Regions from separate parts of the Rattus norvegicus genome. Here region 1 is linked to region 2. Evidence: chromatin contacts called from public Hi-C data. All regions are on one chromosome and are shown on one strand. Each heading gives the region's core, a stretch centred on a gene start, on an enhancer-like site or on the middle of the called end of the contact. The rest is flanking DNA. Distances are from core to core; before and after follow the strand shown. Region 1 holds the start of Slc25a38 (solute carrier family 25, member 38). Region 2 overlaps Ttc21a (tetratricopeptide repeat domain 21A).

The links. Hi-C and Micro-C count contacts between places; a contact is called where the count stands out from the background.
Region 1: a Hi-C map of liver shows a contact between it and region 2, with 5 times the contacts expected there. The contact joins the promoter of Slc25a38 here to the enhancer-like site in region 2. A contact is called at or near these places in 6 of 12 Hi-C or Micro-C datasets (the A7r5 cell line, Schwann cells, frontal cortex and 3 more).

The regions. Positions count from the first base shown.
Region 1 is chr8:128,711,351-128,717,431 of GRCr8, forward strand. Slc25a38 (solute carrier family 25, member 38) reads left to right here and starts at 1,830. Exons shown (of 7, transcript NM_001030032.2): 1 at 1,830-2,045; 2 at 5,748-5,869. The coding sequence starts at 1,917.
Region 2 is chr8:128,573,903-128,579,718 of GRCr8, forward strand. Ttc21a (tetratricopeptide repeat domain 21A) reads left to right here. Exons shown (of 29, transcript XM_003750604.6): 21 at 435-545; 22 at 1,055-1,136; 23 at 2,279-2,429; 24 at 2,753-2,914; 25 at 3,051-3,243; 26 at 3,336-3,560; 27 at 4,190-4,310; 28 at 4,438-4,505; 29 at 4,587-5,816. The coding sequence ends at 4,664. Among named protein-coding and RNA genes, the nearest start is that of Csrnp1, 12 kb to the right of the region's middle. Within about 2 kb of position 1,374, at least 9 of the 93 cell types and tissues checked have an H3K27ac peak or open chromatin away from gene starts, as enhancers often do. A contact at or near this core is called in liver, where this site is marked.

The DNA.
Region 1 (6,081 bases), core at 580-3,079, 140 kb after region 2:
TACAATGTGTATGTATGTACATACATATGTATGTAGGTATATGTGTATGTAGATAAGTATGCATGTTCACTTGTGAAATTGGTGAAACAGGTGGTCAGGCCCAGTCGAGTGTGGATGTGTGTGCGTGTGTGTGCGTGTGCGTGCGTGCGTGCGTGCGTGCGTGCGTGCGTGTGTGCTCATGACTTTGTCTTTTTTCTTTGTCTCTGGCTCATGAAGAGTTAAGGAGTAAAGATCCCAAGTAACTAAGTGTCTGTTCTTAATCCCCTGCTGCTATTAGTAGGAGCTAATTGCCAGGAGTCATCAGCTTCTGGCCCCCAGAACAGTAAGAGAGAATTAAAGGCCAGGGGTCATCAGCCTTTGGTCATCCTATGCTGCCCACCTCAGTACCTGACCCTATGGGTCTGGTCCCAGCACAGAGTGAGCAAAGGTCATCAGTTGAAGGCTAAGGTACTGAGATGCCTTATTAACATGGGGGGGGGGCGCTCCAGGAATCGGAGGTGCTTGCTGACCAGGTTCTTACAGGGAGAAAGGACGCTGAAGCTGTCATCTAACTAACGCCACATTTCTGAACTGTGATTCCACATGACTCTAGCTTGTGTCGAGCTGACATTAAACTAGCCAGGTCAACAGGACAAGCTGTGGCAAGGCTCTCTGATTTCCAGGTAGGAAGCAAAGGTCGGAGGCAGGATGCCTGGCCATCGATATCCCTTTGATGGAGACTCACTTCCCCCGATGGAAGATCCTGGCACCCAGAAGTCCTTTAGCTAGGACTCGGAGTGTCTCTGTGGGAGCCCCTGTTCCCTGTGGCCTCAGCAGCAGCTGGATTCTAACACTGCCTCCTTATAGCCTCGGGACCTCCATGATTCTGGGAGACAGCAGAATATCCAAGATGAGTCCAAGCACAGTTGAGAAGGCAGAATAAAAAAGCCTTCTGTGACCCCACTCCCCAAAAGTGACAGCCTAGAGAGGAAGTCATCAAGAAGTAAAAAAGTGATGCGGATGTCAAAGTGTATCTCTCTACAGCTGATGGCTTCTGGGGGACGTGGCGGGTGGCCCTTGGGGCGTGGCTACCAGGAGTTTGACCATGCTCCAGTGAGCATATAGAGCGAGTTCCAGGATAGCCAGGGCTACACAGAGAAACCTTGCCTCGAAAATCAAAACAAAACAAACGAACAAAAAGCATAAAGACGAGGCTAGAGAGCCAGCGGTTGGAAAAGCACTTGCTGTTTTGCGGAGGACCTGAGGTTGGTTTCCAGCGCCCAGGTAGGGCCGTTCACAACTGCCTATGAGCTCTTGGCCTCTGCAAGTACTACACTCATACGTACATACCCACACATATAAGTAAAAATAAAAGCCAGGCATGGTGCACATGCCTTTAACCCCAGCACTTGGGATTAAAGAGGCAGGTGGAGTTCTATGACTTCAAGGTCAGCCTGGTCTATAAACAGATACACAGTTAGTTAGCTCCAGGGTAGCCAGGGCTACACAGAGAAACCCTGTCTTGAAAAGCAAAAATAAAACAAAAAAAGGAGAAATGTGAATGGTATTTTTAAAAATTCGTGTCTAAAAAGAAGGCATTCCACCATGCTTCAGGTCTTAAGTATAAATTAAATACAATGAAAACTCAGCCAGACACCCATCTCTAAAAGAGCTTTAGCTACCAAAAGAAAAGCGACGAGCAGGAGACAAGTCTTTCTAACTCCGCAAATATGAACCCCGGACCCTGTAGTTCTGGGTGGAGCCACCAGGTGGCGATGAGATTTCGTCGCCGGATGTATACGTCACCGGAAGCGGGATCTCACCTTTTTGACTGGTTTCTCCTCCTTTCCCCTCCCCCGGAAATATAGGGCGGCTTGTCTCGGGTACTGAGACCCGAGGCCGGGCGGCCGGGCGGCCGGGCGGCAGGGTGGGGAGGGATGGGCGTGAGCGCGGAGCCTCGGAGCCTCTCAGTCGCCCGGGCCGGGCTCGCGTCCCCCGTGATCGAGAAGGCGCGCTCGGCGCTGCTGCCGTCGCAGGATGTAGAGGACACAGTGGAGACGCTCATGGTGAGCTCGTGGGAACACGGGCATTGTGGGGCAGGACAGTGCTTCTAGAACGTTCTACTTCTAAAACTCTCTAACGGTAACTGATAAAAGCGCCTCCGGGCACCTCGGGCCTCCCTTCGACTGCCCGCTTCCCTGCAGGTGGCTGCTTCAGCTTTCCAGGTTCGCCAAGGTCACGCCCCTTCCGTCGGGTTGGCTGCGCTGCCGGGCTGCCATTGGTGGAGACGGGGGCGGGGTGGGGCGGAGTCTTTCACAGCCAATCATAGACGGAGGTGGGGCTGTTCAGGGTGGGCCTGGGCCAGGATGCGCTTCAGTGGGGCGTGGACGCGCAGCTTTGGGGGATGCCTTTTGTAACAATTCTTGATTTTTTGAGTGGGGTCTAACTGTGTGGCTCATGCTGGAACTCGCTGTTTAAACCAGGCTAGCTTCGAACTCCAGACTGCTAATACTAAAGGAGTGTGCGCCCCTATGTCTGGCTCTGTGGCTCCAGGACCATGTCTTTCAAAACTGCATACCTTTTCTCTGGTTGGCCATCTTCCCCCTTCTGATGTGTGTCGGACGTAGAGATTTTGTTGTTTTTCGTTTTGCTGCGGGGTGGTAGAAATTGTGGAACTATTTGGCATCGTGTTTGGCGTAGTCCTAGTTATTCACTGTGCTTTTGGTTTTTACTCTTATTTATGTTGTGTGTGGGGGTAGGTGCACAAGAGTGCAGATGCCCAAGAAGGCCAAAAGAGGGCGTTGGTATCTCCTGGAGTTGGAGTTAGCGGTGCTTGTGAACTCCCCTTTCCGTATGGATGCTGGGAACCTTATGGTCCCTCTGGAAGAATACTGTTCACGTTTGACTGTTCTCCAGCCCTTTCTGATTGTTTTAATCTGTTCTCACACTTTAAAAAAATTGGAATATTCAACTTTTTTTAAGCTACGAGTAAGGTTGAGCTACTAAAATAAATCAAATCTGTCTTGAAGTCAGAGGTGTAGGCTTTCAGGAAAGCACCTTCTTTTCCATCATTATAAGAAAACTAAGCCCAGGGCCAGCACGGTGGCTCATGAAGAGGCAGGCTGTGTGAGCATGAGACTGTCTCAAAACAAGTACAACAGACCCACAAAATCCACTCTCAAAGGATGCGCTGTAAGCATACAAAGGTCACAAGGCTGTTAAACTTACCTGGTTTTTTGTTTGTTTGTTTTGGGCCGTCTCATTGGAATTGAGGCTCCAGTTTGCAGTTTTTAAAGATGACCTGGCTGTAGGGTAGGAAGTAGATTGGAGGGGTCAAAGATTGAGGTAAAAAGGTTGTATCAGTCAGTAGGGAAGGAAACTGTGGACCTTTGAACCAGGGCTGCTGAAGGAGGTGAAGAAGCAGAATGAGCAAGTTTGTAGAGGCCCAGCCCAGAATGGGCGTTCCCTTGGGAGGGGCTTGCTGAGGAGCAGGTTGAAGTGAGGGAGAGAGAGATAAGCACGTTTGTAAATGTCACTCAGGTGCCTGTGGGGCATCTGAGCAAGGGCAGTTTGGGTTTGTCTGGAGCGGTTCGGTGTGGATGGAAGGATAGAAACTGGAGCTGGCGGAGGGATGTGACAGGATAGTTCACTGGAGGAAGAGAGTGAGCAGTGGCCAGAGAGATGAGAGGATGGGTCCATCGCTGGGGCTGGCCAGGGAGGAGGACTCACCGATATGTCTGATTTCTCCTCGCACACCACCACGTTTGTAACCCCTGCTCGTTCCCGAACAGATTCCGTCTTTAGAGTGTCTTCCTGCTGTTGGGGCTGAAGGGGCAAATAGGGCAGACTGAGGGCATCATCAGGAGAGGTCAGGAAGCAGCAGGCAGAGCGAGTCTCCTGGGGCTGGGGAAGAAGTAGGTGTGGAGGGTTGTTGCCCAAGTTTCCAGTCTGGACTGTTGACTTTGAGATCGCCATGGGCAGGAGGGGACACGGGGTGGCAGAGTGGATAGGAGGGAGGATAGAATGGAACGTTGTGAAGTCTGGTCATGGGTGAGGCTGCTCTGAGAGGGCTGCAGACTGATGAGACTTGAGATGCAGCAGTTCTGAGGAGCAGGCAGAGGGAACAGAGACCTGTAGCCAGTTGGGGTGGGGTGGTAGGGTGGGGTGCTAGTGGAAGAAACCAGTACTTAGAGAGGTAGTCACTGATATCAAATATACCTAAGAGTTGAAGTAAGTTAAGGACAGGGCAGAAGGTGGGGCCTAGACTGAGTCTCCAGGAGCCTTACTACAGGAGGTTCTGACTAGATGGCAAGCCCAGGGCCTGAAGGGTGACTGGCAGGAGGGAATGGAAACACAGTGTGGCGCTGGAAACAGAGGCTCTGGGACTGGTTTCCAGGCAAAGGAGAGATGTCTCAGGAAGAGAGGAACCTGGTGTGTGAGGAGGTTGAACTCCCCGATGCTGTAAAGGCTCAGGTGAGGCTGAGGTGCAGTTTTGGGAGTGTTCATTAGTGGAAGAACCAGGCATCTCTGGGGATGGGGCATTGGCTGCCAGTACAGCAGATGTGTTGAAATACACACTGCCTGGGTTTGCCTGCTGTCTTCTGAGAGCCCCTGCTGGTACCCTAGGCTGTCGTCAGGTCCAGTATTCACCCCTCAGCACTTACTTAGTCCCGGTGGTCTTAACACTCACTCCAGATGTGATTGATAGAAGTAAAGGTGTTCTCTTCCCTGAGATGGACACTGTAGATGACAGTTTGGTTCCTGGTAATCTGACGCAGCAGACTTCACAGTCATTGTATGAGCCATCAGGGCTACGGTGGGCCAGTTATTTAAGCAGTAGACTATGACCATACCTCCCGGGATGCACCCTGTCTGATCTCAGGAGTGGGGGTGGGGGAGTGTGCAGATGCCACTAAATGAGGGAAGAGCTGGTCTCCAGATGGGCTTGCCAAGTGTCCTGTTCGGAGGAGAAGGAGTTTCCAAGTGCCTATTTGTTGTTCTTGGGATTCTGCTGTGTTCTGGAAAGGGGACATTGTTAAGGAAGCTCCTACACCCTGCACTGAGGCTCCTGGGTGTGCCTGAGGGTGGTATCTGAAAGAGAGCCGCCCATCTGTATGGAGTCGGAAGATAAGCCAGTCTTTGGAGGCTGAGGGAGGGTGGCTCATAAGCCAGAAGTGACTGCTGTGCAGGGTTGTTGGTGGTCTACTCTGGCCCAGCGAGATGGGGGGTATAGAAGGGAGGCAGAGTACTTTTGTTTTTTCCAGACAGAGTTCCTTCCCTATGTACCCCAGGCTGACCTGGAGCTCAGAGACCCACCTGCCTCTCCCCCCTCTCCCACCCACCACATGCCTCCTTGACAGCTTGAAAGGCAGAGTGTTAAGCACAAAATTACATGGAGTGCTGCACACGTGGCCAAGCTTGTGCTTCATGGCTCTGACGTGCTTCTATAACTATCCACAGATCCTATAACCAGGTAGCCTGGGCGCTGGCAGCTAAAACTCCATGTTGCATAAGGAGACGGTCAGTAGTCTTTCAGGCGTGCCGGATAAGGAAGTGTGGTAAGGAAATAGGGGAACCAACATTATTAAAGTGAATAATGAGACCAGAGGGCCCTTTCTTCTGTGCACTTTTCAGAGACGGAGAGATAGAACAGGGCTGTGATAGGTGGTGCCTGAAGGGTTTCAGAAGAGAAACCACAGATGCCTATGTGGAGAAGGGAGCTGGGCATGGTGGGTAGGTTTGCTGATGCCGTGTTGTCTGTCTTGCAGTTACATCCAGTGATTAAGGCTTTCCTCTGCGGCTCCATCAGCGGAACCTGTTCCACGCTCCTCTTCCAGCCTCTGGACCTCCTCAAAACCCGCCTGCAGACCCTGCAGCCCTCAGACGTAGGGTAGGCATTGCCCTGCTTCGTGGAGGAGCCAGGATTAAATTACTTCCTTACATTAGAGAAACACAAGCTAGGCTCGAATTCCTTTTGTTGTTGTGTTTGCTTGAGTCAAGAGTTTTCTTCTGTGTATCCCATGCTGACTGTGAACTTGCAATCCTTCTGCCTGTGTTTCCTGAGTACTGGGCCATGTGCTTTGCGGATACTGTTTTCTGAAG
Region 2 (5,816 bases), core at 124-2,623:
ATAGCTGTTCATCCTTTGACAGACCCTGGGCTGGTTTATGCCAGGGACTGCTGTAGGCTGGAGACAATAGGCCAGGGCGTGAGTCTTGCCTACATATTACCCTCAGGCAAGAGGAAAGTGAAGCATGTGGGTAGTCCCAGAGTCCCCTTTGTCCCAGAGTCCCCAGGGCACAGAGGAATCCCCAGAGGAAGGAGCAGAGGCCAACGGATAAGATTAGTGGGTTAGCCAGGCCCCATCTCACTCCCACTGCTAAAACCGAACGGCAGGGAAACCTGGTGGGATCGGAGGACAAGAGCCATCCTCTGCCTGTGGCAAGGGGCCTGCTTTAGAAGCCAGCTGATAGGCCGGCTGGGAGGGAGGTCAGAGCTAAGGTGAGTGCAGGTTTTCCCGGGCCTGTGATGCAGGCTTGTTAGCTCTGTCTGGTCTTGTCCTAGGTGGTGCTGGAGCTGGCGCAGCTCTACCTGCTTCAGGGGCAGCTGGACTTGTGTGAACAGCACTGTGCCCCCCTCTTAGAGATGGAGCAGACCCACGAGAGAGCTGCCGTGGTAGGAGATACCATGCTGCACACCGCCCCGGGGGCCCTGTGGGCTGCTTCCTAATTGCCGACCCTCGGATGCCTTCACTGGCTTTGGGACCTAGCCCCAGTTTCCTGCTCTGCCCTTTATAAGGGAGGGATGAGCAGGCCAGCAGAGGGCAGCAGCAACCTCTGCACCAGGCTGGGGGGGGCGTGGTTGAACAGACTCGGGGGGGGGGGGGGACCACACCTACTATGGGGCGAAGGTGAAGGTCAGGTGACTGGAAGCCTGTGAAATAACCCTCCCTGGTGTCAGGCCTTCTAGCTTGTCTGTTACTCACACCTTCTCCAGGGCCACCCCAGGCTCTGGAAAGCCTGCGATTTCCACCGATTTCCACCTTCCAGTAGGGTGTCCTGGGATCCCACAGGCTCTCTGGACCAGGGAGGCTATCTTCGGGGAGAGTCTTTTCTGCCTTTCCTCTCTGCCAGCCCTCATGCAGGCCGCTGTCAGTAATACACAGCTTGTGTGTCTTCTGATAGGTGCTGGCTGACCTGATGTTTAGAAAACAAAACTATGAAACCGCCATCAATCTCTACCGCCAAGTGCTGGAGAAAGCTCCAGGTAACTCCGCCCAGCACGCTGCTTCCCCACCCAGCCCGCACCGGCTACCCCAGAGAAGGGTGGGCCTTCTCCCCTCCTTCCTGCATGCTCAGAGGAAGCTCCTTTCTTCCCAATTGTTCCCAGAGAGGCAGGAAACAGATAAAGACCCAGAACGTGGCAGCCCTTCCTGAGTCAAAGGGGCCAGTTCCTGGACCCAGGCACTTGGCACTGGAGCCAGGACAGCCCATCTGTCCCCATATCACTGCAGCCACTGGGAGTGAACTGTCTCCTCTACCGTCACACCCACTTGGAAGGCACTGGACTGGGGTGGGGTGGGGCAAAAAAAAAAAAAAACAGAAAGAAAGACACTAGATGTTCTTTCTTGGTTGTAGCTGCACCCCTACTTGCTACCAAATGAAATCGCTGCTCCAGCGGTCAAACCTGAAAACCAAGCCATGGGCCTAGCCATTCCATGGTAGTCACCACGGGCCCAGCAACTGTTGTTAGGTATATAGCCTTAGAGTCAAGGTACCTGGGTCTGAACCCTCATGTCACTTAGCTGTGTGACCTTTGAAAAACTACTTCATTCCTCCATGTTCTTTGTCCTCGTCTGTCAAATGGGGACAGAAAGATTATTTACCTATAGCTAAGCTACAGCACACACACACACACACACACACACACACACACACACACACACACAGAGTGGCTAGAGGTCAGGGGACAGCAGTGGGTGATCCTGCCCTACCACCTTTATCCTCCTTCCCTTGGAACAAGATCTCTAGCTGAACTTGTACTTGGCCTGGAGCCAGCAAGCCTCAGACATCCTCCTGCCTGTGACCTCCAGAGCCTGAGGTTCAGAGACGCTCACAGCCCACACCTTGCTTTTTAGATGGGCACTGGGAATTTGAACTCAAGTCCTCATGTTTGTCCGGCAAGTGCTTTGCTGACGGAAGCATCTCCCAGGCCCCTACTGTAGCTATTTCAAGCACTATATAATTTACTCATGCTTGCATACAGACTCATCTATGCTCGGCCTAAACAAGTAGTGTCTCCTAGTCCCTCCTCAAGGTCCAGCACCCCTCCCCCATCAGACCCCGTCACACCAGCCTGATGCAGTTATTGGCCACCACATGCTGCAGATTTCTGCCCTTTCCTTTCAGACAATTTTTTGGTACTGAATAAACTGATCGACCTGCTACGACGGAGCGGCAAGCTTGAAGAGGCCCCTGCTTTCTTTGAACTGGCCAAGAAGGTGTCTAGCCGGGTGCCTTTGGAACCAGGGTTTAACTACTGCCAAGGCATTTACTGCTGGTGAGTTAGGCTGGAGGAGACAGAGGGTCAGTGGTGGAATAAGAGACACCCCCACATGGGGGTTGGGGATTTAGCTCAGTGGTAGAGCGCTTGCCTAGCAAGTGCAAGGTCCTGGGTTCGGTCCCCAGCTCCGAAAAAAGAAAAAAAAAAAAAAAGAGAGAGACACCCCCACACATAGCAGGTAGCTAGTGTTTTATGCTCAGTAGAAGAGAGACAGAGCAGCCTCCAGGACCAGAAGTCCTCAGACCTGGTGGCCATGCCATGCCCCCTGGCCTCACGGTTCACCAGCTCAGGGCTCTTGGCATTTCTTTCACTCACTGCAGGCACATTGGACAGCCCAATGAAGCCTTGAGGTTTCTGAACAAAGCCCGAAAGGACAGCACTTGGGGCCAGCTTGCCACCTGTTACATGGTACAGATCTGTCTGAACCCTGACAACGAGATTGTCGGTGGAGAGGCTTTTGAGAGTCTGGTGGGTGACAGCAAGTAAGAGGACTAGGAGGCGGGATGAGGGGGCGGGGCGGGGGGCGGGGCGAAGAGGCGGGATGAGGCTTCAGTTTCTGGGCGGAGGCCAGGTGAGTGACCCACAAGCAGGCTGTCAGCATGAGTCCTGTGCCCACAGCTCTGCCAGTAGGAAAGAGTCTCAGCAGCACGGGGTGCGCACTGCAGAGAAGCTACTTCGGGAATTTTACCCACACTCGGAGTCCGGGCAGACCCAGCTGCGGCTGCTGCAGAGCCTCTGCCTGCTAGCCACCAGGGAGAAGGCGAACATAGAGGTGGCTCTGGGGGCCTTCATCGAGATGGCCCAGGCTGAGGTGCGAGGGCTAGGGACTGGTTTCGGTGGGCAGGGGTCAAGATGGAGGTGACTGCCAAAGTGCCCCAATGTCTGCTCCCCACGGGTGTGCAGAAGGACAACATCCCTGCACTGCTGGCCATGGCGCAGGCCTACGTCCTCCTGAAGCAAGTCCCCAAGGCCCGAACGCAGCTGAAGCGCCTGGCCAAAGTCCCATGGATGCTGGACGAGGCCGAAGACCTGGAAAAGAGCTGGCTTCTGTTGGCAGACATCTACTGCCAAGGCGGCAAATTCGACCTGGCCTTGGAGCTGCTGCGCCGCTGCTTGCAGTACAACAAGGCAAAGATCACTGGCACGGGAGAATAAGGGAGGGGTGAGCGGGGGTGGGAGGGGGGAAGGGGAGGTAGAGCCGGAGGGGGCCGGAATCAGGGGGCTGGAACCAGGACCCACGGGCCAAAGAAGGGCCCAAGGGCCATGTTTATGAGGATCAGGCATAGCCAGGAAGTCGGTGGGCTTGAGCCATATGCAAGGATTAGCTTCTGTGAGGTAGAATCATTGGTTAGAGTGGCTTTATTTTTTTACGATTTATTTATTTTTATTTATATGAGTACACTGCAGACACACTAGAAGAAAACATCAGATCCCATTACAGATGGTTGTGAGCCACCATGTGGTTGCTGGGATTTGAATTTAGGACCTCTGGAAGAGCAGTCGATACTCTTAACCACTGAGCCATCTCCACAGCCCTAGAAGGGCTTTATTTGAGAGGGTTTTGAGTAAACCAGCTTCTGAGTAAAGAATGGGTACACAGTTAACCCTTCAAAAAGCTAAAGATGCTTGTGGGGGTCCCTAATGCACTTTGGGTTCCTGATGCTCACCACCATTCACTTGCCCCCTCCTGGTCCCACCCCAAGGACCATGGTGACTGCTGCCGGGCAGAAATACTAACTGCCCTCCCTCTCCCCCAGTCTTGCTGCAGGGCCTATGAGTACATGGGCTTCATCATGGAGAAAGAGCAGTCATACAAGGACGCAGCCACCAACTACGAGCTGGCTTGGAAGTACAGCCATCAGGCCAACCCTGCCATTGGTAAGGCACAGGCCGAGGTACACAGGGGCTACTGCCCTGATCCTAGAACCCAAGTCCTGCATCCCGGCAGTTCAGGGAGCCAGAGGGCTCCTCAGTCACCAGAGTGTCCCCCCTACCCTCTGGACAGGTTTCAAACTGGCTTTCAACTACCTGAAAGACAAGAAGTTCGTAGATGCCATTGAAGTCTGTCACAGCGTAAGTCACCAGTACAGGTAGGGAGGGTGCTGCGGTGGGCCCCCTGCCTGATTCCACACTTCTGATCCTTCTCTGTACCAGGTCCTGACGGAGTACCCCAACTACCCCAAGATCAGGGAGGAGATTTTGGAGAAAGCCCAAGGGTCCTTGAGGCCCTAGCTGTGGCTGCAAGGGGCTCCGGACAGTAGAAGCATCAGTCTATGGACGATTCATGGGGAGAGTAGGAAGTGAATCAGTGGAGAAGCAAGTGAGAAATGCATACTCTCTCCATTTCCGTATCGCTTGTGCTTCATTTGGATTCATGCCTCCTGGGGCCCGAGAGCGTCTGGAAGCTTTATGCTTTTTTAAGGCCTAAGAAGTAATTTTGCCTGGAGAAGGAAGACAGCTGGCTTAGCCTGTGCCGGGGATTCCTGGGCCTTACTCAAGGACCCCACATTTGCTCCGGACTCTTGAAGACATGGACCAGAGACCCCGCCCAGCAGAGTGATGGCTAGGAAAGTACCCTATAGCTACTTCGAAGTGCACCCCTCCCCCAGTCTTGTCCCCAGCGTCTCAGAACTAGAGAAGCATGGCCCCTCCTTGCCACGTTGCCCACCAGGTCTGCCCAGCACAGCAGTGGGCTCAGACGGGAGGACCAGCTGTGGAAGGACCCCAGAGCTAGGGCCCTGTGTAAGAGGGAGCAGATTTTCAAGGCCCATTCACTGCGCTTCTCTGTCACCACATTCTGTTCCTATGCACCTCCCCCAAGCTAGACCACACCCATTTGGGACAAGCCAGATTACCACGGAGCCCCATCCTCCCCCTACATGCAACCACACTTTGGCTTTTGTAAAAGATATTAGCCAACCAGCTCACCTTCCTGGATCCCACTTAATGCCTAGGGGGGCAGACACAGTGGCTACTGTTTCTCAGAATGGCATTATGGGGTCATCCCAGCCTCAGGGGAAGGAACTCTGAACTCTGAACTGGGTATCTGGAGGCCTGAGTTCTCAACATGTGCTCTTCCCAAGTGCTTGCCCTCTCTGGGTCTCAGTGCCCTACTCTTCAGCAAGCAATTAGACTAGACCTGGGCAGGGTGTGCTCACTCAGTGGTGCACGTGCCTAGCATGCACAAAGCCCTGGGTTCAACCCCCAGCACACCTGGAACCCCGGCATATTGGAGGTGTAAGCAGTAAAGTCATCAGGTCAGAGTCATCTAACTTAAGTGTCTGAGGTAGTCTTGGGGTACACCAGACCATGTCTCAAAAGAAAAAAAAAGACTCCATTTCCCAAATCATTGTATCATGCTTTGCCAGTAATGTCTAGAAAATG